Linked DNA regions of Macaca mulatta: region 1 is linked to region 2. A link is a contact called in public Hi-C data. All regions are on one chromosome and are shown on one strand. The core of a region is the stretch at or near the end of the contact, and the rest is flanking DNA. Distances in the headings are between cores, read along the strand shown.

Region 1 (7,215 bases), core at 643-3,142, 36 kb after region 2:
CCCATCTCTACTAAAAGTATTAAAAAAAAAATTAGCCAGGCGTGGTGGTGGCTGCCTGAGGCGGGAGAATTGCTTGAACCTGGGAGGCAGAGGTTGCAGTGAGCTGAGATTGTGCCACTGCACTCTGGCCTGGGCGATAGAGCAAGACTCTGTCTCAAAAAAAAAAAAAAAAGGAACTCCCAATCTTTTAAAGGTATATAGTGAAATATTTATAGACAATAAAATATGAAATAATATAATATCTGGGATCTGCCAAAAAATAATCAGGGTGAGAGGTGGGGAAGTGACTAGGGTTTTACAGGAAACAAGATTGTCAGTTGGTAACTGTTTTTTAAAAAGTTATTATTTTTATTGATATACAATAATTGTACATATTTATGAGGTACATGTGATATTTTGATACATGCATACAATATGTAATGGTCAAATTAGAATAATTGGGATATCTATTACTTCAAACATTTATCACTTCTTTGTGTTGGGAACATTTCAAATTCTTTCTTCTAGCTATTTTAAAATATACATCATTGTTAACTCAAATTAGGCTACTGTGCTACCTGACACGAGAACTTATTCCCTCTATCTAACTTGTACCTTTGTGCCCTTTAACCAATCTCACTTCATCTCCCGCCACTTCCCAGCCTCTGGTAACTATCATTCTACACTCCATCTCCATATGATCAACTTTTTCAGTTCCCATATACAAGTGAGAACATGTGATATTTTTCTTTCTGTTCCTGGCTTATTTACTTAACATCAGTTGGCAGTTGTTGAAGCTGGGTGATAGGTATATGGGTCCTTGGAACACTCTTCTAATACTCTCTCCATGTTATGTATGTTGGAAATTTTCAAAAAATTAAAGGGGGGATCTAAATCTAACAAATAGAACCATAAAGTATCTAAATTGTTGTTAAATAAACAGTAAAGTCCATAACACGTTAGAATTCTTTCATTTTTCAAGATGTCTACAAGAGAGTAGTACCTTGATTCACAAGCCCTTTGAGATATCATTGAAAGTAGGATGCAGAACTCAGAGCTGCTTGCCTTTTGCTACATTTCCCCTGTAATGCATTCCCCACTCTCCTTCCATCAAAACAGGCACTTACCTCTGACAAGCTGGGATCTATTTCAAAGATGCATGCTGAATCCACTGCCCTCAAATGGCAGAGAGAGGATGCAAATACAGCCAGGCAATACCAGCCATTTCGCAGCCTTCCTACTGTGTTTGAGCTTAGAAACAGTTTTATCTCCATTTCTTGACCACATGCCACACAGCCTGCAGCTGTGCAGGGGGCTGTAAAGAACTGTCAAGCCAGTGCTTCACAATGACCATATCACCTACTGACCCCTTTCCACTCCTCCTCACATCAGTCTTTGAAACTGCCCCTAACACACTGGGTCAACTGGGTGACCTGTCAAGCTCTGTTTTTAACTGTTTCCTTTTCTTAAAAGTTCGAACTAACCAACTTCAAGTATTTTTCTAGAAAAATAAATCTTCTCTAAATCTTCTTTGCTTGAGTCAACATTTCATAAAATAAAGCAGCTATTGCAATTCTCCAGGACTTGGACAAGACAACTAGCTATATTTCATCCACCAGCTTTCAGACCCACAGTTTTATGAAATAAACCTGCTTTTCTGAAAAAAAAAAAAAAAAAAAAGAAGGCCAGGCACAATGGCTCACGCCTGTAATCCCAGCACTATGGGAGGCCGAGGCGGGCGCATCACCTGAGGTCGGGAGTTCAAGACCAGCCTGATCAACATGGAGAAACCCCGTCTCTACTAAAAATACAAAGCTAGCCGGGCCCGGTGGCGCATGCCTGTAATCCCAGCTACTCAGGAGGCTGAGGCAGGAGAATCGCTTGAACCCGGGAAGCGGATTGCGGTGAGCCGAGATCGCGCCACTGCACTCCAGCCTCGGCAACAAGAGCATAACTCCGTCTCAAAAAAAAAAAAAAAGAAAAAACAGAAGCCTCACCTAGTCTGCCCGTAAAACAAGACTAGTGAAAACGATGACTACGCACAAGGGTAAGCACCATTGTGTTTCGACACCCCCTTTTCCATCGGATGCACGCAGGCACGCGGACACACAAACCCTGCCCCCGCGCCCCGCCTGCGCGCGGAATCTGCCACACGGTATGAACTGTGCTCTCAGCGGAGAAATACTCTGCTCGGCCAAGAAATTTATGTGTGTTTTGTTTTAAGTGGGAAGGAAAGGAAGAGAGTGGGGCGTGAAAATGGGAGATGTTTTAATTCAGATTTAATTCAAAGGCTCTCGTTTCCTCCCATCTTTTTCTGCATCAAAATGCAGGTAGATCGGTGAAATTTCAAGTTTCTTGGGCCGTTAAATACCCCAATTTAAACGATGGAGGCTGGGAACTGGGGATATAAGGAGGAAACCCAGGGTTGGAAAGGCGGGCAGGGTTAAGGAGGTCCGGGAGCTCCGCAGGGCTGAGGAAACCTGCGAGGCTGCCGCGCCCGGGCAGCGGCTGCGTCTCGGGTTCTTGCCCTGCCCGCTGCCTCGGGTTTTTGCCAGTGACTGCGCCGTCTTGGCTGCCCACCCACACCTCGGGTTGGTCCCGACTTTAGGCTAGGCCATTCACTTCCGGTGACAAATCCCTCCCACCACCCCTAGAAATAATGTACCGCTTCGCCCACCGCTTTCCTAAGACCGACCGCCCCAGACAGCCACAGAGCCCGGGGCTAGGGTCTCACCCCAGCGCGGCCGGCGACGCCCAGCTGCGGAGGGAGTGGCCGGGACGGAGCTCGGGGAGGGCAGGGAAGAAAGAAGGGGGTGTGGATCTCACCTTCCCCCGCCCCCACCCCTTCGACTGCAGCAATTGGCCAAAAAAATAGTAATCCTTTTTAGACTCCCTCAGGGCCCCTCGAACCCAGTTGCAGTGAGGAACTCAGTCTCTCCCATCGCAGTGCCCCTCGCCTTCTCCCGCCCCTGTAACTGCCTCCGGGGGTTCAGGAGCCCCCAGGCCGCGCCGAACTGCAGTGGATGGGGGGAGGGGGGCGAGAAGGATGAGGGCTACGGGGCGGCAGAAATAGGTTGGGGGAAGGGGTGGTGGAAGGGAAAAGAAAAAACCGGAGGCATGCAAGCGGCTCCCTAGCCAGCTGTTCCAGCTGCTGCTTCCTCCGGCGCGGGCCGGGCGGTGCAATATTCCCCCCCCTCCATCTTTCTCACCACTACCTGTCCCCCCAACCCATCACACGCACTCATCCCTCCCATCCACACCCCTAGTAGCGGATCTCCGGCCTGTAAGGGGGTAGTAGGGAGGAGCTGGGGGGAGGGGGAGGCCTGCGAGTTTCTAACCTTGTTCTTATAAACAAACCCACATGTGCAGCTGCCGCTGCTGCAACTCACCCCACAATCCCGGATATAAGTCCTGCCCCTTTAAGAGGAAAAAAAGATTCCCCCGCCTGCCTCCCACCCCACCCATCCACAAGAACCTTTGTCTTCCCACCCCCATAGTCAGTAGGCCCCGCCCCTTCTCTCCACCCCCTCCGACGCAGAAGAACCAATAGGCGAAGAAAATAAGGCCGGGGGTCTGACATCATCGTGTTAGGCCAATCACCGGAGGCGTTGGTGGGAGGCCTCACAGAGACCACACCCGGAGGAAGGAAGACGAGAGAGGAAGCTTGAAGTCAACATGGAGTCAGTCAGTTGCTCTGCTGCTGCTGTCAGGACTGGGGACATGGAGTCCCAGCGGGACCTGAGCCTGGTGCCTGAGCGGCTTCAGAGACGCGAACAAGAGCGGCAGCTGGAAGTGGAAAGGCGGAAACAAAAGCGGCAGAACCAGGAGGCAGAGAAAGAGAACAGCCACTTTTTCGCCGCCACCTTTGCTCGGGAGCGAGCGGCCGTGGAAGAGCTTCTGGAGCGCGCGGAGTCGGTCGAGGGGCTGGAGGAGGCAGCCTCTCGGCTCCAGGGGCTACAGAAACTTCTCAACGACTCGGTTTTTTTCCTAGCCGCTTACGACCTGCGGCAGGGACAACAGGCGCTGGCGCGGCTGCAGGCGGCCCTGGACGAGCGGCGCCGGGAGCTGCAGCCCAAGAAGCGTTTCGCTTTCAAGACCCGGAGAAAGGATGCTGCTTCGTCTACCAAAGTAGACGCGGCTCCTGGCATCCCCCCGGCAGTTGAAAGCTTACGGGACTCCCCGCTGCCCAAGAAGGCGGAAGGAGACCTCGGCTCCAGCTGGGTGTGCGGATTCTCCAACCTGGAGTCCCAAGTCTTGGAGAAGAGAGCCAGCGAGTTGCACCAGCGCGACGTCCTTTTGACCGAACTGAGCAACTGCACAGTCAAACTGTATGGAAATCCCAACACCCTGCGGCTAACCAGAACCCACAACTGCAAGCTGCTCTGCGGTCCGGTGTCCACCTCTGTTTTCCTGGAGGACTGCAGTGACTGCGTGCTGGCAGTGGCCTGCCAACAGCTCCGCATACACAGTACGAAAGACACTCGCGTCTTTCTGCAGGTGACCAGCAGGGCCATCGTGGAGGACTGCAGTGGGATCCAGTTCGCCCCTTACACCTGGAGCTACCCGGAGATCGACAAGGACTTCGAGAGCTCTGGTTTAGATAGGAGCAAAAATAACTGGAACGATGTTGACGATTTTAACTGGTTGGCCCGGGATATGGCCTCCCCAAACTGGAGTATTCTTCCTGAAGAGGAGCGAAATATCCAGTGGGACTAAGCAGTTGTCACTCTGTTCTTCACTCCTACCAAATACTTTCCACGTTGGACTTTCCCCCTTATTGGGTCTCGAAGTTTACTTATTGTCACACTGTGTATGTTTTCAGCATTTTAAGGCTTGAGATTGTAATGGGCTCCTACTTGTGATTTCCATTAAATTCGTAACAGGCGTGAGCCACCACGCCAAGGCTTTATTTATTTATTTTTATCACAATAGTTGAGGCAATAAGGGGGAAGGAGGGTGATTATGTTGCTTTGTAATGGTTTGTGATATTTGAAACATCGCGGTGCATAATAAAGTAGGTCTTCGATGAATACATGGGTTTGTTTTGTGTGTGTGTGTGTGTGTGTGTGTGTGTGTTTTTAGAGATGGGCTCTCCTTATGTTGTCCAGGCTGGTCTCGAACTCCTGACCTCAAGCGATTCTGCTGCTTCGGCCTCCCAAAGCACTCGGATTATAGACGGGAACCAACAGTGCCCAGGTATAAATACATGTTTAATAAATTCCAGGGCTGAGCCCAGGGACTCACCCCTGCAATCCCAGCACTTTAGGAGGCTGAGGTGGGTGGATCATTTGAGGTCAAGAGTTGGAGACCAGGTGCCAGGTGAAACCCCATCTCTACTAAAAACACAAAAATTAGCTGGGCTTGATAGTTCACACCTGTAGTCCCAGCTACTCAGGATAATTGCTTGAACCTGGGAGGCAGAGGTTGCAGTGAGCCAAGATCACGCCACTGCACTCCAGCCTGGGTGACAGAGCCAGATTCTGTCTCAAAACAACAACAAAATAGGTAATTCCTTTGTCCCTAGCCATTCAGTTCCTTTGGAGAGTCATCACTCTTTTTTTTTTTTTGAGACGAAGTTTCACTCTTGTTGCCTAGGCTGGAGTGCAATGGCGTGATCTCAGCTCACTGCAACCTCAGCCTCCCTGGTTCAAGTGATTCTCCTGCCTCAACCTCCCGAGTAGCTGGGACTACAGGTGCACGCCATCACCCCCAGCTAATTTGTGTGTTTTTTGTAGAGAGGGCTTTGCCATGTTGCCCAGGCTGGTCTCAAACTCCTGAGCTCAAGCAATCTGTCCCCCTTGGTCTTCCAAGTGCTGGGTGGCGGTGCGTGTTTGTAATCCCAGCTACTCGGGATGCTGAGGCATGAGAATTCTTTGAACTTGGCAAGAGGAGGTAGCAGTGAGCCATTATTGTGCCACTGCATTTCCAGAGCAAGACCCTGTATCAAAAAAAAAAAGGAGGTGGTGTCAGGCGTGGTGGCTCATTCCTGTAATCCCAGCACTTTGGGAGGCCGAGGCAGGCAGCTCACCTGAGGTCAGGAGTTCGAGACCAGCCTGGCCAACAGGGGGAAACCTCGTCACTACTAAAAATACAAAAATTAGCTGGGCATGGTGGCACATGCTTGTAATCTCAGCTACTGGGGAGACTGAGGCAGGAGAATCTCTTGAGCCTGGGAGGCAGAGGTTACAAGGTTACAGTGTGCTGAGATCGTGCCACTGCACTTCAGCCTGGGCGACAAGAGCAAAACTCCATCTCAGAAAAAAAAAAAAAAAAAAGGAAATTTTTGGGTCTTTGCCAGTTTGATGGTTAAAAAATGTTACTTTCCTCTACTAGTAATGGTAATCATCTCCTAACTCATCTCCATATCTCCAATTGCTAAACTATTCTGCATACAGCTACTAAATTAGTTTTCTTAAAGTATGTCACTCCTGATCTAAAACCTTCTGAGATTCTTATTATCTGATAGGCTTCCTGGCCTGGAAGACAAGCCCCTCCACCATCTGTTTCAGCCTACTGTTCTTACATGATGTTTTACTGTTTCATCACACACACTTCATGCACCAGCTAGTCTGAACTAATAATACCCATTAATCAAACACACTGTATCAATCAGGGCTCTGGCAGGAAACAGATGGTATGCTCAAAATGGATACTTTGAGAAGAGCTTAATACAGGAGCTATTTACAAAGCTGTGGGCAGAGTATAGGAAAAGCAATTAGAGATGGTACACTATCTGTTACCATCCTTAAGGCTGAAGAAACAAAAATGTTACCAGAATGCAGAGAGAGAGTTACCCAGCTACCCAACAGGAGTTTCAGTCCTCAGTGGAGGGATTCTGCCAATCCGTGGTGACCTGGCAGGGAGAGAGCCATGGGAATTAAACAATGTCATTCTCTTTTACTGGTGCCTCCCATTGGAGCCCATCTGGAAATTTCAGGGCAAAGAAATCTGCTGCTGCAGTCCATATGAGTCAGCTCCCAGGATGTAGAACAGGGTGGAGAAAAATGAAGAATAGATCTGGAGGAGGAAATAGAAGATACTAAGTGCAGGCCAGCTCTGTGGCTGACGCCTGTAATCCCAGCACTTTGGGATGGCCTTGGGATTTGCATTGGGAGGCCAAGGCGGGTGGATCACCTGAAGTCAGGAGTTCGAGACCAGCCTGGCCAATTTGGTGAAATCCTATTTCTACTAAAAATACAAAAATTAGCTGGGCATGGTGTCAGGCGCCTGTAATCC
Region 2 (6,438 bases), core at 228-2,727:
AGCAACTGCGCCACCAGCCCTGGCGACAGGCCAGGCCCAGCGCCATCTTAGCGCCTTCCAACCGCACCCCCCACCCAAGATCCCGCATTCGGGGCGACTCGGGGGGCGCGAATAGCATCAGGCCCGCGCGCACTCGGCCAAAAAAGCGCCGTCCCAGCCACACAGCTCTTCTGGCCAGCGCGGCGGACAACACGGGCCTCGTAGGAAACGCCCGGCTGGGCCGCGAGTCCTCCGCCCGGCTGGGGACTCAGCCGGACCCGGCCGCGGATCCTCCGCGTGGCTGGGGGCTCGGCCGGATCCGACCGCGGATCCTCTGCGGTGCTTCAGAAGGCAGCGAGCGGCTGGGAAAGGGCAGTCCCGCGGCAGGTGCGCGCCGCCGCCGCGGGCTCGGAGCGGGGCCAGGGCGACTCGCCGGCCCCGAGCTCTCCCCGCCGCAGCCCGGACCTGCTTTCCTCGCCGCGGCCGCCCGCAGATGCGGCGGGAAGGACGAAGCCAGGATGAAAAATAAACCCCGTCTCCGCCGCCTCCCTCCCCACCCTTTCCCCTCCCCCTCCCCAGACGCGGGGTCCATTTTGCCGAGAAGAAAGAAAATGTGATTCACACCCTAGAGCTTCCGAGAGAGAAAAGAAACGAGGGGGGGAAAACAGAGGGGAGGAGATTGGAAAAGCTTATTTTTCTTCCTCGCCCGCCGTCACTCCAGGCCCTCCCTGCCCCCTGCTCGCGGCCCCGCCGCGCCGTCTTCCCCTCGCCGAGCCCTGCTCCCTCCTTCCCGGCTCCCGGCGGCTCCGGGGGGCGGAAAACACACTCACACTCGCGCACACAACTAATTTTAAACCGGCTCAATCAATGAGTCATTAAAAGGCTTCCCTCCCCTCCCCTCCCCACCACCAACCGCCACGCCACCCCCTTCCCGGGCTCTCCCTCTCCCCGCTCCAGAAATTTGCATCCGCGGAAAAGAGAAAAAAAAAAAAGGAAAAAGAAAGGCGCCGGGCCCCCACCTCGCCGAGGCGCCCCCGGCCCGGCCTCGCCGCCCCCTGCCCGCCTGCGCCCCCGCCCGAGACACTGAACTTGGTCTTCCCGGGGCCCCGGCAGCGCTGGGAAAGGCATAAACACTCGATTCCCCTTTTCTCCGTGTCCATTAAACATCCACCCACCACCACCATCACCCACCCACAAACCCACCCCCCCCAAAAAAAAAAAAAACACAGCCTTAGCCAATAGCTCTCTGGGCTGAAACCTAATATCCTGGTTTTGGCAACTCGGTGTTTAATTTGCTCCTCTTTCTTTTCTGGCTGGAGACAGATCTCCAGCCCCCCCTCCCTCGCTTTTCCCCTCCCCGAAGGAAAGAGGCAGAGGAAGGAGGTTGTGTGTTTTTTTTTTCTCCTTGAAATTTTTATCACAAAATTATAATACACTCAAAGGGAAACTCACCGTCATGAAAAAGCAGTGCCTTGTCAACGGGGTTTCTGCGCCATCGCAACAGGGGCGGCGGCGGCGGCGGCGGCGGCGGGCGCGGGGCGCGGGGCGCGAGCGCGGGAGCTCCCGGCCGAGCGGCGCCGGCCACACGCGCTCCGCTCTCTCTCTCGCTCACCCCCGCGCCGGGCGGCGGGCGCCCGCTCCCCGCGCCCGCCCGGCCTTCATGCTCTGCGCCCGGGCAAACCGCTCGCCTGCTCCTCTACCTCCAAACTTCGGTTCTCGCCTGGCAAAAAATGTGGAGATTAGGATTTTTTTAATTAAAAATTTTTTTTTTTTTTTTTTTTTTTTTTGGTAAATCAAGCTCCAAGGATGTTCATTCCTGTTTCCTTTGGGATTCTTTTTAACTTCAGAAATGTACTGGTTTATTCAAGAAAGTTTTATTTGGCTTTAAAAAAAAATTATTAAGATCCACGAGGTGCGTGCTAATTCTCTTGCAGGCTCTCTCTCTACACACACACACACACACACACACACACACAGTTTTAGCTTGACACGCGAACGGGGAAGATTAAAGACAAAAAAAAAAACCTACAAGATTTGTTTAGAACTCTAATTAGAGCAAGCCTCAGTAAATACGTTTTGCATATGCTTTTTAAAAACCAAAACCACTTTTAACTTAGTTATTAGGCAAATAACTGGTTCGTCCTAACTTTTAAATGTACTAAGCTTTCCTTTGCAACACTCTTTCTCCATTCCAAAATTCGTGAAACCTTACCTGTGAAGCCCATATGTGAACATTAAAAAGGAAAACAAAAAACTTTAGTGACCAAAAGGAAGGTGAGGCAGAGTAAATCACTCTCAAAACATTCTACTGCCTTCTCTTTATGTAGATACCTTTTATCTCCATATTTGCGGAATTTTCATTACATAACCCCCTCATTCTTAAAAGAGAGCTAGTCAATCTTTTAACATTCTTTGGTCCAAGTATAACTACCACCCATTTTTTAATCTGAAATCTCAAATTGTTGAAACTTCTCTGTATCCAAAGCATTTAAATTATGTGGCCCAGGGCGGGCGCGGTGGCTCACACCTGTAATTCCAACACTTTGGGAGGCCGAGGCGGGTGGATCACCTGAGGTCAGCAGTTCGAGACCAGTCTGGACAACATAGTGAAACCCTGTGTCTATTAAAAATACAAAAATTAGCTGGGCGTGGTGGTGGGCTCCTGTAATCCCAGCTACTCGGGAGGCTGAGGCAGGAGAATCGCTTGAATCTGGGAGACAAAAGTTGCAGTGAGCCGAGATCGGGCATTGCACTCTAGCCTGGGCGATGGAGCAAGACTCAAAACAAACAAAACAAAACAAAACAACACAACAATATTATGTGGCCTGGAGTGAGAGCAGGTGCCTTTGTAGTCTAGGTTAACTACAAATGCCCACAAAATATACTGGGGGTTTTGTTGTTGTCTTTTATTTTAAATAAACATCAAGGATAGGTAAAAGGTGAATTGTACAGAATGTAATTCAGGTTTTAAAAAATACATATTAAGCCTCAGAAATGTTATAAATTGTTTTAAAATCATTCGTAATACATATAGCAATAGGATCCTGCTGATAAACAGAATGCTCAGCTGCTCTGCCTATGGAGTAGCTGTTCTCAAACGGCTCAAACCCATCTCTCCCAGATATTTGGTGACTTCTCAATAAAACTCTCCCTAGATTAAAATTATTTAAGTGAAATTATTGTATGGTTTCTATATCCCCTCAGCATTAATAAAAACATAAAGGTAGTACACCTTTCTTGCATATATAAGGATACTGTAACTAGACTATGTTGCATAAATTAAATCTGTTGAGGCTGGCATACAATGTTGTCATAGTCAATACAGAAGATCTTTTTAGTTAGGGTACAGTAGTTCAAGCCTATAATCCTAGCACTTTGGGAGGCTGAGGGAGGAGGATCATTTGAGGTTAGAAGTTTGAGACCAGTTTGGACAACACGGCGTGAGATCCCATCTCTAAAAAAAAAATTAAAAATTAGCCAGGTATGTGTGGCACATGCCTGTAGTTCCAGCTACTGGGGAGGCTGAGGCAGGAGGGCTGCTTGAGCCCACAAGTTGGAGGTTGCAGCGAGCTATGGGTAGTTTGACAGAGTGAGACCCTGTCTCTAAAAGATAATAAAAAAGATCTGGCTGGGTGCAGTGGCTCACGCCTGTAATCCCTTTGGAAGGCCGAGATGGGAGGATTGCTTAAGGCCAGGAGTTCACGAGCAGCCTGGCCAACATGACAAAACCCCGTCTCTACCAAAAATACAAAAATTAGCCAGGCATGGTGGCATGCGCCTATAGTCCCAGCTACTAGAGAGAGGCTAAGGCACAAGAATCACTTGAGATTGCGCAAGAGAGCAAGACTCTGTCTCAAAAAACAAAGAAAAACACCATATCTTGTTCTGGTACTGCCATTCTATCATTCATAATGTATGCTTTATATTTAAATGTGCCTTAAAAATACATTCAGTGATTTAGTATCACACAGTATCATCGAGGTGTTTTCTCAGATATTTTGCTTCAAATGTATCCAAGGGCTTCTTGGAACAGTAATCTTTGCATAAATTAGCATATTTCTCTACACTTGATGGTTGGACCAACCAGTTTTCTAATTGGCTTGGAAAATTTTTTAAACATGTTTTAAGGTGCCTTTGGATTGGCTGGGATGTAATTATAATACCCATTTTAAGAATTACATTTCAAGAGTCCATATATTATGCATTGCAATTAGGACCCACCAAGCAAGTTTTACAGCTGTTGCTCCACAGCTCCAATGATATATGTGTGTGTGTGTGTGTATTTTTTTTTTTTTTCTTGAGACAGATCTCCCTCTGTCACCCAGGCTGAAGTGGAGAGGCATGATCATATCTCACTACAGCCTGGAACTCCTGGGCTCCAGGAATTCTCTAGCCTCAGCCTTCCTAGTAGCTGGGAATATAGGTGAACACCAGCACACTCAGCCAATTTTTCAGTTTTTTAGAGACAGGGGTCCAGCCTGACCAACATGGTGAAACACCATCTCTACCAAAAATACAAAAAAAAAAAAAAAAAAATTAGCCAGGCGTGGTGACAGGTGCATGTAATCCCAACTACTCAGGAGGCTGAGGCAAGAGAATTGCTTGAACCCAGGAGGTGGAGGCTGCAGTGAGTTGAGATTGCGCCATTGCACTCCAGCCTGGGCGACAGAGTGAGACTCCATCCCCACCTCACCCCGCAAAAACCAAGAGACAGGGTCTTGCTTTGTTGCCACGGTGGGTTTTGAACTCCTGGGTTAAGTGATCCTTCCGCCTCAGCCTCTCAAACTGCTGGCATTACAGTTGTAAGCCACGGTGCTGGGCCCTCCAGTGAAATAGTAATGGATTTCAGAAAGCTGTCCTCTCAAGTCAGCCACAATTGCAAGGAAACTGAAATCTGACTTTAAAAATGACCTAACAAAGCTGAATTTATATACTCATAAAGAGCTTAGGGCATTGCAGGCTTTTTAAAGATAATGTCCAAATACAAGAACATCAACATTTATTGAAGGTCTTCTAAGTGCCACCAGGCATTATGCTAGATGCTTATACACATTATCATATGAACTTTCACTCAAACCCGAAGAATAAGGTTTAATTATCTGGATTTTGTAAAAGAGGTTCCCAATAGGATAGTTTCAGCAATTTGCCTGGGGACATCAGTCTAATAAGGGCAGACAGGAGAACCAAGTCTGGCTGACCCCAAAACTCACCCTCTGTCAGGCCTGAAAAGGATCTTGGGAACAAGCAGTCTTTGCTGTTTCAATGTTAACATTAGAGTTTAGTGGTGTGGTACAGAGGGGACAGCTGTCTAATTAGTAAAGACCTACTTTGAGAATGCCAGTTGTCCAACCTAATTTTAAATCTGGAGGAGGAGTTTACAAAATACTGGGACACAGTAGGAGAATTTCAGATTCTCCAGGTACAACCAAAATTGTAATTATTTAATAATATGGCAAAACAAAAACAACTTTTTCCCCAGATTATTATAAAACTTCATTTAAATGAGGGATATGCTTTGTATATTAAAATTTAGAATTATAGTTTATATAGACAGGATTTTGGTAGCTGAATGTAAGATTAGAAAACTTTTTAAGAGGAAAGTTCTTCAAATGGCTTTACTATATGCAAATAGCTTTAATTGTATTCTCTACAGTTTAATTATGTACAATAAACTGGCCATTCCTATGATTCCCATCTGTGTATGTGACTTAGAAAGAAAGGCAACTGGACAGAAAAAGAAAGGAGGATGTAAATATAATTGAAATGTTCTAACACATGCTTGGACCACCACATAAACAGGCCCAGTGTCCACATAACAATGAAAAGTGAAAGTGTTCTTTTTTTTCCCTCCAAATGTTTCCCTTGGTTGGTTAAACATTCTCAGAAGTGGAGAATGAAAATGCTGGAGATTGAGCAGTGATACGCATGACCAGATGTATCCAGATCACAGAAATACCAACACATACCAGAAGAGTAAGTGTCCTATAGAGTGTTTGCAAAACAAAATTTTTTAAATTATCGGTGTGCATACATAAGGTATATATCTTTACTTGTACCTATAGAAGTACTTATATTCTGAGGTTTAAGTGTACTGGCTCTGTATTTAGACTGACCTGGGTTCAAATTCTAATTTTGTCACTTACCAGGTGTGTGGCTTTGGGCAAGTCATTTCACCACTCAAGGCTTCGACTTCCTCATCTATAAAATGGGGATGATTATAGTTCCCACCTCTAAGAGTTATTTTAAGGGTTCAGGAACTAGTGTAAAATGTTTAGCATGGTGCCTGAAACATAATGAGAGTTCAATACATTCAACTGTACTGCCTTATTTTAGTTATGTGTCAGGTTAAGCCCTGTGAGATCTTCCCATGTGAATATTCAATGGCAATCTCCTATGATTCAACCTGGTATGTTTCCCTTATGTTCCCTCCTGGATAGGGAGCTCCTCAAGGATGCCAGA

The links. A called contact is a pair of places that touch in the nucleus more often than the background predicts.
Region 1: a Hi-C map of liver shows a contact between it and region 2, with 2.2 times the contacts expected there. The contact joins the promoter of PRPH2 here to the promoter of BICRAL in region 2. A contact is called at or near these places in 5 of 14 Hi-C or Micro-C datasets (blood, cortical neurons, fetal cortex germinal zone and 2 more).

What each region holds. Positions count from the first base shown.
Region 1 is chr4:139,391,937-139,399,151 of T2T-MMU8v2.0, forward strand. PRPH2 (peripherin 2) reads left to right here and starts at 1,893. Exons shown (of 2, transcript XR_013416390.1): 1 at 1,893-2,026. It overlaps TBCC (tubulin folding cofactor C), which reads left to right and starts at 3,628. Exons shown (of 1, transcript XM_015136361.3): 1 at 3,628-5,009. The coding sequence starts at 3,655. The coding sequence ends at 4,695.
Region 2 is chr4:139,356,431-139,362,868 of T2T-MMU8v2.0, forward strand. BICRAL (BICRA like chromatin remodeling complex associated protein) reads right to left here and starts at 1,478. Exons shown (of 12, transcript XM_028847558.2): 1 at 1,432-1,478. It also overlaps the pseudogene LOC100428306.